Regions from separate parts of the Mus musculus genome. Here region 2 is linked to region 1. The links are chromatin contacts, called in public promoter capture Hi-C maps. All regions are on one chromosome and are shown on one strand. The core of a region is the stretch at or near the end of the contact, and the rest is flanking DNA. Distances in the headings are between cores, read along the strand shown. Region 1 holds the start of Herc3 (hect domain and RLD 3). Region 2 holds the start of Nap1l5 (nucleosome assembly protein 1-like 5).

Region 1 (5,581 bases), core at 912-3,411:
CCCGGGGGTGGAGGGTAAGGGTGGGGGGAACTAAGACTCAGAGGCCTTACGTTAACTCACCCCTCACCATACACTAAGGCATTTGGACTGTCCCACCTCTGCTTCGGGATCTACATGTTAAAAGAAATGACTTCCGAACAGGACTCTGCTAAGTGCTTAAAAATACATAAGCCTAGAATGATTGTGCACACCTGTAATCCCAGGGCTAATAAGGCTGGAGCAGGAGGATTACTGAGAGTTCAACATACGCTTGGGCTATCCTAACTTAGAGGCCAGTCTATACCATATAGCATGACTCCACCCCAAAAAGAAAAAGGGGAAGAAAGGCCTGAGTAAACTTCTGAAAGGAAGAATGTGTTTAGCCATTCAAGATGGAACGTTCTTCAGTGTATATCAGGATAAGGGTTTGGTTAAGATAACCTCAGTCCAACCTTGATCAAGTTAGTCACCTTTACTGTGACTAAAGTCATAGAGAGAACCTTATAAAATTCTTGCCACTTAATAGGGGTAGTAAATTTTCACTACCTTCAAATCTCTTATATAGATAGATTGAACAGAAATTATTGAAAAAAAAAATAATTCAATTTTGCTGTTCACTTCTCTAGGTATCTTTCACAGCTAGCTAGCTAGCTACCTGACCGCAACTGCTACTTTCGTTTCTCCCTGTTACCATATCCTCTAAGTGCAACACAAGAAGTCACAGACAGGCACCTCCAGTCACCCAAATAAAGCAAAGGGGAGCATTAAGATGTGATAAGATCACCCACGGAGCAGCTATGTTAGTATGAGCCATTATATAGTCTGTGGTCCTGAATGAGTTTCAGACATCATTTCTACCTTCGTAAGAGAATCCCTTTCAATTAGGAAACTATCACTTTTATTTCTGAAACTGGTGCAAGGTTGTTTGTCTCCAGCTGGGGCGCTCCTTTCATTACTTACACAGACGGTTTTAAGTGGTTATACAGATCTTAAGAGATTCAAGTTTGTCCCGCAACATGAAATGCAATACCCAATGACTTCTACAACACAGTTTAGAACATTTTTGGACTCCTGGTTCTTTTTTTAACACAATGAAACCCCACTACTTACTGAACAAGTCCAACTGGCTAACAGTGAACCATGCTTCTATTTTTCACGACAAAGGAGTTTTGCATCTAATTTGATTCCTGCAGTTTAACTTCTCAGATGGGGTCAAAACTGGAGTAAGCCACCGATTTTGTTTTTCTGATTTATATCCGTGGAAAGGAATAAAAAAAAGAAGAAGAGACACTGTCATTTGCCTCTGAAAGTACCACATCGCTCTGGCTGCATTTTAAAATGCTAATCCTTTTTACTTCTCTTTCCTGTCTTTCCAATCTAAAGCTAAAAATCAGTTCACTTTATCAAATTATCAAATGAAAGGTTCTAGAAATAGCTTCCTATTTGTGGAAAGAGACAGAAGGCACATAAAAAATGGAAGATATCACTTGAATCGTCCTCCCCCAAAGCACCCCGGATGAGACAAATCCCAGTAAAACCTTCGACGCCTTAGGTAAAATTTAAGGCACTTCCTAGTGGGGCAGGTGTGAACTCTAAAAGAAAACAGCCAGGAACAGCAAAGTTCAAGCATTCCTCCCCTGGGGCCCCGAGCTGCACACGCTCCCGGCAGCAGCACGAGCGAGTCTCCCCAGGTCCAGCCCTTCAGTCCACACACCTGCTCCAGGGTCCAGCCGTCGGCTCGGCCGCAGCGGCGTCTGCACCAGACACCAGGTCCCCGAGCCCCGCCCGCCAGCTGGGTGGGAGGAGCCCGCGGCCAGCCGCAACGCGAATTCCCCTGCCGCGGCGCCGCGATGCTCTTCACGCAGGGAGGTCACCCGCCGCCCGCGGCTAAGCGGCTAAGCAGAGCCGGGAGGCGCCTCGGCGACAGGGAGCTGCGGACAGCCCAGCCCCCTCCTCCGCGGGTGCGGCGGGCTCGGTGCCCTGAGATCCCCGCCCCGCCCGCACCTGCACCCGGGTCCGCAGCGCCGACCCCGCGGTCGCAGCCCTCAGGCAGCTCGGGCCTCCCCGGCCTTCAGCGTCACAGTAATAATGAAGTTTCCCCCGCACTCCCGCGGGCGCAGAATGAGCTGGGAGACCGACTTCCCGCCTGGCCAATGGTGGCGGCGGCAGCGGGGCGGGGCGCGGCGGGTGCGGAGAAGGCGGGGCGACGTCGGGGCGGGAGGGGCCGGGGAGGTGACCGGGAGGGGGCGGGGAGGTAGCGGGACTCCCGGCGGGGAAAGAAACCTGGAGGGGGCGGGACCTAGGGCGAGGGAGGTGACAGGGAGGCGGTGGGATCGGCGGCTGGGAGGTGACTGGAGGTTGAGGGACCCACAACCAGGTGTGGTAGACAGATGGCAAGACCCTGGACCCAAAATGGGAGAATGCAGGAGTAACCTTTGCTGGAATAAAATTGCTTTTCGCCAGCGAGGATGCAAAGGAGCGATGCCCAATGGTGTGGGGGTTTTGGTCGATTGGGTTTGTTGCTTGCTTGCTTGGTTGCTTGGTTGGTTCCTTTTGGTTCTGAATTCAGGTTCTTATTATTCATGCAGAGGTGAGAGGGGGAACTGGGACTGGCATGGTGAGCTGTAAGGTGGCTGCCAGAGCAGAGGGTAGTTCCAAATCCCTGTCACTCAGGGGCCAAGAACTGCGGGCCCGCAGTGGTGCAGAGTCAGGCTTGACTAGAGAGGAGAGCACACTGAAGAAAACAGAAAGTGTGAGAATCACCAATTCTAAAACCATAAAGCCCCACCTTTGGTCTAAAACTCCCGTGGGGGACGGGGGTCTGGGGGTGGGGAAGAGTGGATAGAAGTTTCAGCTCCACTTTCCCAGGCCTGTAAGAGGATATTCAAGCTTTCTTCTTCTCCCAAGGCCAAAAATGCTCTCAGCTACGGCTCCTCTCATCTTCAAATAATCTTCAAGAAAACTATATGGTAACAGTAAACTGATGTATCTGCCTGCCTTGAATTTGAAACGCTGAACATGGGGGCTTTAACCCAAAAGAATGTACAAAATTCTCCAAAAACTAGTTTAAGGTGAAGGCATGAGCCCATATCAGCATATACAATCCTGAGAATATGTACAAACAAGCACCTCTTAAAGGGACTCCTCAGTACATCCTGACTTATCCATATGTAACAATAACAAAAGAGACCATTCATTTGAAGGGGAGCACATGAGAGATGCTTAAGGAGTGGTAGTGCTATATTTTTATTTTAATTAAATTTTAAAAGGAAAATGACTCTAAGTAGAAGAAATTTCATAATCTGACATATCCAGAATAATTCAGATCTCATCAGGTCTTCAGGCTTTGAAAACCTAACATATTAACCAATAGAAAAGAAATCTCAAGGACTGATAGATTCTGAGGATAGGGCAGGAGACTGGTATATCCTGAGAAATACAACAGTGCCCTGATATGTCCTCAGGGTAAGGCAGTGCCCTGATGTATCCCAAGGAATAAGACAGTGCCCTGATGTATCTTGAGGCTTATGGCAGTGCCTCAATGTATCATAAGGATATGGCACTGTCCTGGTGTATCCTGAGGAATAAGGCAGTGCCCTGATGAATATTCTGAGGATATGGCAGTGCCCTGATGAATATCCTGAGGATGTGGCAGTGCCCCAATGTATCCTGAGGAATAAGGAAGTGCCCTGATGTATACTGAGGATATGGCAGTGCCCTGATGTATCCTGAGGATATGGCAGTGCCCTGATGTACATCCTGAGGATATGGCAGAGATGTTGGCATCATGGGGATCTTCAGTGATAACTGAAACACCTCTGAAACCAAGAAGATGAGGAAGTAGAATCTCTGTTTTGGGGTAACTAAGACAAGGTTTCGTAAACTTTCTCCACTTGTAGTCTCTCTTTGCCTCCCAAATTTTTACATATAAACATATAAAATAGGCATTGAAATCATAAGCAATTTTAACTTTAAAATGATTCTTTGTTATCATACAGTTTCACCATTTATTAAAGAGGACAGAAAATTAACATACTAGTTAGATTGATTGCTCATTTATTTTACATGAGGAATTAAATCTTGTTCAAATACCTGTCACTCCAGGACAGATAACAACATCAATGTTTTTCAGAATTAGACACTTTGATTCTATAAGCATCAATGCTGAGAAAGCCATTTGACTTTGTACTTCAGCCATTTTGTGCATATATATATATATATATATATATATATATATTATATATATATATACATATATATATATACACACACACATATATATATGAATGATATATAATGACTGAAGTATGTTTAAGGTCATTTTTTAAATGATGAGAAATTGTTCTGAGCTCAGATCAAAATTTATTGGATGATTTTTTTTTTAACTGAAACTCAAGTCAGAAATTCAATTTCTTAAATTAAACATTCTACCACAATCCAACCCGAGACTCACTAATTTAATATAAACTCGTTCAGGAATGTCAATAAGTGGATATCAAGTCTTTCTTCTCTGTAATTAAACCATTATTTTCCTATAAGAGCAGAAAACTGGATGTGCAGGAAAAAAATTGTAGTTCAATACACAAAAGTCCCAAACCTGAGCTGAGCTATTCAAGGCAGTGTTGGTGGATGATGCATTAGGCACAACAGTATGCTCAGTGGTTTAACAATTTCTGTAATGCAAAGCATGCTACTGTGTGTTCAAAACCAAAACTTCAATGAAATATAAAACTGCAATTAGGGGCAGGGAGTGCTTTTGACTTAATATTTGGTCACGGCATATTCAAGAATTAACACATTTTTTGTGACCCTTACATTCAGTGATGTGATTCCACATGGGGTTGTGACTCATGGTTTAAAAGGCCATGTTCTTTAAAAAATAAATAAAAAGCCACAAACCTTTGAAATATGAATCACAAAGGCTGTTTTTAGAAACACTAGAAGCAAGAGTCATCACTCATTCTCCAGATGTGTAGCAGTGTTGGGAAAGCTCAATATATTACAAAGATTTAAATGCAATTAGAAACATCACTAGCAAGAACTAGGTAGATGACCAAGGAGAACTTATGGTAAACAGCAGGATCCTTTTTCTTGTGTCAGATATAAAGCTCATAATCAGTCTCAATTTTGGGCTATGAATCTAGTTGGTTTTGTGTAAATTTTCCAATTGAAGAGAAAGGTTTGTTATCAAAGACTCAAGCCTAGAAGTGAGGTAGAAATGATGTCTAGATAACTAGAGTACTGTAAGCTTCCTTATAAAAGGGCCAAAAGCCTAGGAACTTTATCATAGGTGGAATAGTAAAGAGACTTTATTTTCACCTTTTTAAAAAAATACATTTATTTTAGCCAGGCAGTGGTAGCACTCACCTTTAATCCCAGTACTCTGGAGGTAGAGGCAGGCAGATCTCTGTGTTCAAGGCCCTCCTTGCTCTACAGAGTGAGTTCCAGGACAGCCAGGGCTATTCAGAGAGACTCTGACTTGAAAATCAACGACAAAAACAAAAACCAAAATTATTATTGTTAATTGTGCGTGTGTGTGTGTGTGTGTGTGTGTGTGTGTGTGTGTGTGTGTATGTGTGTGTGATTTCCTGATAGTTTTCAT
Region 2 (5,581 bases), core at 1,504-4,003, 76 kb before region 1:
CCAGTTCATGGAGACTGAAGAATGGGGCTATAAAATAAATCAGCAAGAAAATTAATAAATTCTTAAGTTCAAATGAAAGTTAAAATATAACTTACCACAACCTTAGAGATACAGCAATACTAGCTCTAAGTAGGAACTTTAGAGCCACGAGTGCCTGCATTAAGCTTAAGAGATCTCAAATAAATGACCTAACACTGCAGAGAAACAAGAACAAGACGAGTCCAAAAGTAGCACAGAAAGAGAGAAATGGTAAAGATTGAGGCTTTACTCGATCAATGATGTGAAAATGAAAAACAACAGAAGAGAACCCAGTGTGTGAGGAAGGGGGGAAATTGAAAGCATTTATCCAATAATCGGGCATGGAAAAGGGGTGTCCGTGCTCCCAGTTTTTATTCAGTATAGTCTGAAATTACAGCCAGAGCACAAGGCAAGGAGAGGAATGAAAGGACTATAAATAGAAAGGGACAGACACAAAGCATCCCTATTTTCAGATAATAAGATCCTATCCTTAATATATCATAGACTTCACAATAAGGCTGATATCTGATAAATACTTTCATCAGAGCAACAATATAGCAAATCAATGTACAAAAGTCAGCAGCTTTTCTATCTACCAATAACAGACTTACAGAGAAATAAATCCAGCGGAAATGAAATTGTCCAAGAAATGCCTGTGCTGCCATATTTATTGTGTTCCTAACCAAAAAAAAAAAAAAAAAAAAAAAAAAAAAAGCCCCGATATAGAACCAACCTTTGCCTGTAATTACTTTCCTTTCCTATTGCTGTGATAAAATTTCCTGATGAAAGCAACTTAAGGGTCAAAGGGCTTGTTTGGTTCACAATTCCAAATTCATGAAAGTAAAGGCATGAGAGAACTCTGTCTCGAGAGACAAAACAAGAGAATAGAATTATTAAGACAGTGTATAGATCAATGTATCATATGCATTGTAGGGGAAAGGCCCCATGGGTATTTTAGGGGAGTAAAGTTACTATTCAATATCTTGATTACCACAGAGCTTACACTGACCCATTTGTTTATAGAAATACTTCCCAAATGCTAGGCTTTACTAACAGCCTAGTCTAAGTTTTAGGATCTTGTGAGTAAAAAAGTAAAAGTCCTAAAAGGTTCAGCAAAGTAGCTCAGCAAATAAACCATTTGCTCCTAAGCCTGAAGACCTAAGTGAGATTCCCAGAAGCACGTAGTCGGAATGATAGAACCAACAGATACTCATACTGCTGAATGTGCAACCACTCCATCGATAAATAAAGACAAAAATGTAATGAAAAAAAGAACAAGGCAGGAGGGGGGAGTAAAACAAACTAAAGGACTCAGAAGTACGTTAAAAAGGTATTTTGTATATTTCACTTTCTTTCATCAGAGGGACAAAAGTATTTGTTTTTAATACAGTAATTTTACTTTAAAAATATTCAGTGCTTACTCCATGTCAGCACTAAATGGTTTACATACAATTAAGTTAATACACGTAAGAAGTAAAAGAGAGAAATTTCTTATGAAATTCATATGCATAAAACTCTGGCAAGACCCACCACAGAGAAAGACAGATCTAAATAGGTAATGAATGTATCCTCTAGGAACCACTTAAAAGTTGTGCCCTGCTCTTTATTCTAGAAGCTCTAAGGAGGCAGGAAGGACCTGGAGTTCACATAGTTTAAAGCTAGACTGGACCAGCTAAATAAATAAATAAATAGATAGATAAACAAAACAAATAACTCTCTAATTCTGGCTTATATGGGGAAAAAAATAAAAGATCACTTCATTATTAGAAAACAAGACTTTGATGTTTATGGTCTTTTCCAAAGCTCTCACATACAAATTACAAGCAGATTCAAACAACAGATGGTTAACTGTGAAGTGTTTGGTGACAAATGACTGTAGAAGCATCTGTGGGTCCCTAAGGAAGTGTAGGATCAAACACGCATTTCAAGATGTATTAAAATGACCTCTTTTCCCCAGCCTTTATGGGCATGTTTAATCTGCTAACTGGAAGCAGTGTGCCTCCACCCAAAAACTGAATTGGGCCCTACACATCTATACATGACAGCATCTTTTCACAATGTCACACGGTTGGACACTTCTAGGGCTTTGCATTTCTTCTGTTCACCCTCACTTTATTTCTTTTCAGAGGCAATTGTGTGAAACCTACTAGAATGCTCACAGCGCAGAAATTTGCCACACAAACACTTACAGAATCAATGCCAAGGTCCCTCCCGGAACAATTTGCCACGAGGATATAGGTTTAACAGAGATGTCTAACTGTGCTCTAAGAGCCAAAGATGGTCTGCGCAGATACAGGCACGCACTGTGGGTCTGCAAAGGTGAAGGAAAATGGTTCTCCTGCATTTCTGTTCTCTGAAAGTGAATTTAAGACGCAGTCAGGCTTGGAAATGTACCCATAACCAAGGCTTACCAACATTAGCTATGGCGCACTTTCAACAAAGATTGTCAGGTGCATTGCGGATTTGGAGAACTAAGATGGGAGGGGGAGCACACAGTAAACAGATTGGGGGGGGGGGGTGTATAAACAGGTATGGAAAAATACAGTCTCAGCCTCGAGCTGGTTCCAGCCAGTTCTGCAGGGGTGGGGGCGGATGCTGAGGGCTGGGTGTCTAAGTGGCAGGTTTTAGAGACCTCGGAGATAGCAGCATAGCAACAATTTGGTGCAGTGTGTGCGCACAACCATCAGCTGATAGTGAGCAGCCATTCACTTGCCGCGAGCCGCGAAGCGGCCGCGCGGACGTCACCACAGCCGTCAGCGTTTGCCGCATCTTCAGACGCACTCTGGACCAGCCGCAATCACAGCTGCAGGACCTCTCTGGACCAGCTCTATTGCAGACTGCGCAACCACCAGACCACTGCGGCAAACAAGCCCAGCTGAGCCGAGCAGTAGCCATGGCCGACCCCGAGAAGCAGGGACCCGCTGAGAGCCGCGCCGAGGACGAGGTAATGGAAGGCGCCCAGGGTGGCGAAGATGCCGCGACCGGTGACAGTGCCGCTGCTCCCGCGGCCGAGGAGCCCCAGGCCCCCGCGGAGAACGCGCCCAAGCCCAAAAAAGACTTTATGGAGAGCTTGCCCAATTCCGTGAAATGCCGGGTTCTGGCGCTCAAAAAGCTGCAGAAGCGCTGCGATAAGATCGAGGCCAAGTTTGACAAGGAATTCCAGGCTCTGGAGAAGAAGTACAACGATATCTACAAGCCCCTGCTCGCCAAGATCCAGGAGCTCACCGGAGAGATGGAGGGCTGCGCGTGGACCCTGGAGGGAGAGGATGATGAAGATGACGAGGAAGAGGACGACGAGGAGGAGGAGGAGGAAGAAGAGGCTGCAGCTGGCGCAACTGGGGGTCCCAACTTCGCCAAGAAGTGAGCACAGCAAGCTGACAGGTGATAAATCCCCTGCCCCTTTTATTTCCAATGTCGGCAGACTTTAAAAGGCTCAGGATTTGCCCAAAATAAAATGTGAATCTATTCTGACATTCCTAAAATTAAATTGAATCAAGTAGATTCTGGCTAGCCCGTTTCTAATCTGACTTTTATTTGTGTAAAACAGATGCTAAAAGACGTTTTTTAGAAAAAAAAAAAAGCCTAATTAAACTTTTTTTTTTCTCCCTGCTCTTCTGTGAGAACTGGACTTGAGACTGTTGAAAGGTTGTCAGTTAGATGGGAATTAAAAGTGCGTCACACGTTGAAATCCATTCATCACACTACACCAGAACATCCAAGCTAAGACAGAACTCTTCTCAATGCTTAATTCTTCAGTTTCTTTACATTTTCCAGCGCAGAGGAAAAGGAACCCAGGAACGACGTCATCTTTAAGACTTTTGCTTTTGCAAACCCAGACATCAGCTTTACACTCCAGAGGAGCCTTGGCATGGAGCAAGCCTGGACTGACAGCATTTACTGATTATGTGGCTAGGAAAACTGCCATTTCAAGTTGTGAAAAAATGTTTTAAATATTTGCATTTACAGAAAGAACATGGTTTCAAAAATGAGGGTGTATTCCATGTATAATATTGTCAACACGTGTTCATCTGTTATGGTCCCGTGTTACCTGTTTTCTTGGTAGTGTTTGTTTACAAAATCGTAAAAAATTACCCCAAATGTTTTAAAGTGTTAAATTACCTTATAGCATTTTAGAAATATAATTTACTTGAAGAGATGTAGAATGTAGCAATTCTGTAAAGCATGTGTATCCAGTGTTGCCTAGTTTGACCTTTGTGAAGTCTTTTTGTCTTGTAGCTTTTAGCAAGTAGCTGTGAAAACCATCAGAACTCCTCAATGAAGCTAATGTTTGGAAAAAGTATATACTTGAAGAACAAACCCAAGTGTGTACCCCCAACCCCAGCTCAGAAATAGAAAGGGTTTAAGTTTGCTTGTATTAGCTGTGCCTTCATTATTTTGCTATGTAAATGTGACTTAATAAATGGTGCAAAATTAAATTTTATTGCTTGAGGACAGACGGGCATAAAGGAAGGGAAAAGACATTTAATGTAAAGGCCTCTAGCTTCTTTGTGGGTTTTGAGTTGTCTGTGAACCAATGTTCTGTAAAGAAACACAAACTTAAAGTTGTTTACCACTGTGGTGTTAACAAAACAGTATTTTCAAAAATAAAAAAATCCTTGTTATTCTGACTACCTGTACTGTCATCTATAAAAGTGGGTGGGAACAATCCCTTCCTCGCAGTTATTATGAAGAGAAAGTGAGTAACTACGCTTACAGCCCACACAGCAGCGTCTGACACCTAGGAATAATTTCCAGCTATTATTGTTTTAATAAAGACAAAAGACCCAGATAGAAAATTCAACTCCCTCCCCTGCTACACAACAGAAAATGGTAGCATTATTAATTTCTAACTTGGTGATTCCTTGTTATCAGAAAAGAATATGGCTTGTAATTTAGAAATATAGGACATTCAAAAACTATCTTGTTTTAGTTTCCTCCATATAAAGCCAAGTTTTAATTTCCTCTTAGACAAGGTAAGATTTTAATGTGACAATATGAATGCACACACACACATGCACAAACAAACCAAAAAATAATCAGACGCCATTCTTTTCCATTTGCTGCAAGGGTTAATCACACTGCAGCAAAATCTGATGACGTTGGGGAAGGGGGGCAGTGCTAACCTGTTGCTAATGACAACAGATGGCTCTGAACAACACTAAGGTAGTGGTAATCTTCCTTGCGGCAAGACCAATACAACTGAAGGTGTATATTTTATATATATATCATCATAATCACTATTTTAATAAGAAAATGAAAATTAACATTCACTAATCTTCAGAAATAGAGGGACTATCATTTAATATTTCTCTAGGTCTAATAAGAATTAAAAAATAACTAAGTATAAATATAAGGTCTAAATACTTGGAAATTTATTTTATAGGTATATGATTATTAAATATAGCAAACCCAAAAGAATAAACTTGAAAACAATTAGATACAAATTTGATGAATTGATTGGCTGTCAAATATATAAAATCAACAGTCAAGGCATTAATATATAAAAGAAAGATTTGTTTTATACTAGAAATTCTATATACATACATAAACATAAACTAGCCTA

Evidence for each region. Capture Hi-C pulls out chosen DNA fragments and counts their contacts.
Region 2: a contact with region 1 is called in a promoter capture Hi-C map of pancreatic islet. The contact joins the promoter of Nap1l5 here to the promoter of Herc3 in region 1. A contact is called at or near these places in 1 of 39 promoter capture datasets (macrophages), 1 of 15 datasets of contacts at CTCF or cohesin (CD8 T cells), 11 of 484 Hi-C or Micro-C datasets (centroblasts, centrocytes, cerebral cortex and 7 more), 3 of 115 datasets of contacts at active chromatin or transcription factors (CD8 T cells, embryonic stem cells and pancreatic cancer cells) and 3 of 9 other capture datasets (adipose tissue, liver and pancreatic islet).

What each region holds. Positions count from the first base shown.
Region 1 is chr6:58,828,045-58,833,625 of GRCm38.p6, reverse strand. It overlaps Herc3 (hect domain and RLD 3), which reads right to left and starts at 2,161. Exons shown (of 26, transcript NM_001361966.1): 1 at 1,694-2,161; 2 at 1,090-1,224.
Region 2 is chr6:58,904,298-58,909,878 of GRCm38.p6, reverse strand. Nap1l5 (nucleosome assembly protein 1-like 5) reads left to right here and starts at 2,753. Exons shown (of 1, transcript NM_021432.2): 1 at 2,753-4,646. The coding sequence starts at 2,912. The coding sequence ends at 3,382. The region is part of intron 23 of Herc3 (hect domain and RLD 3); the gene reads right to left.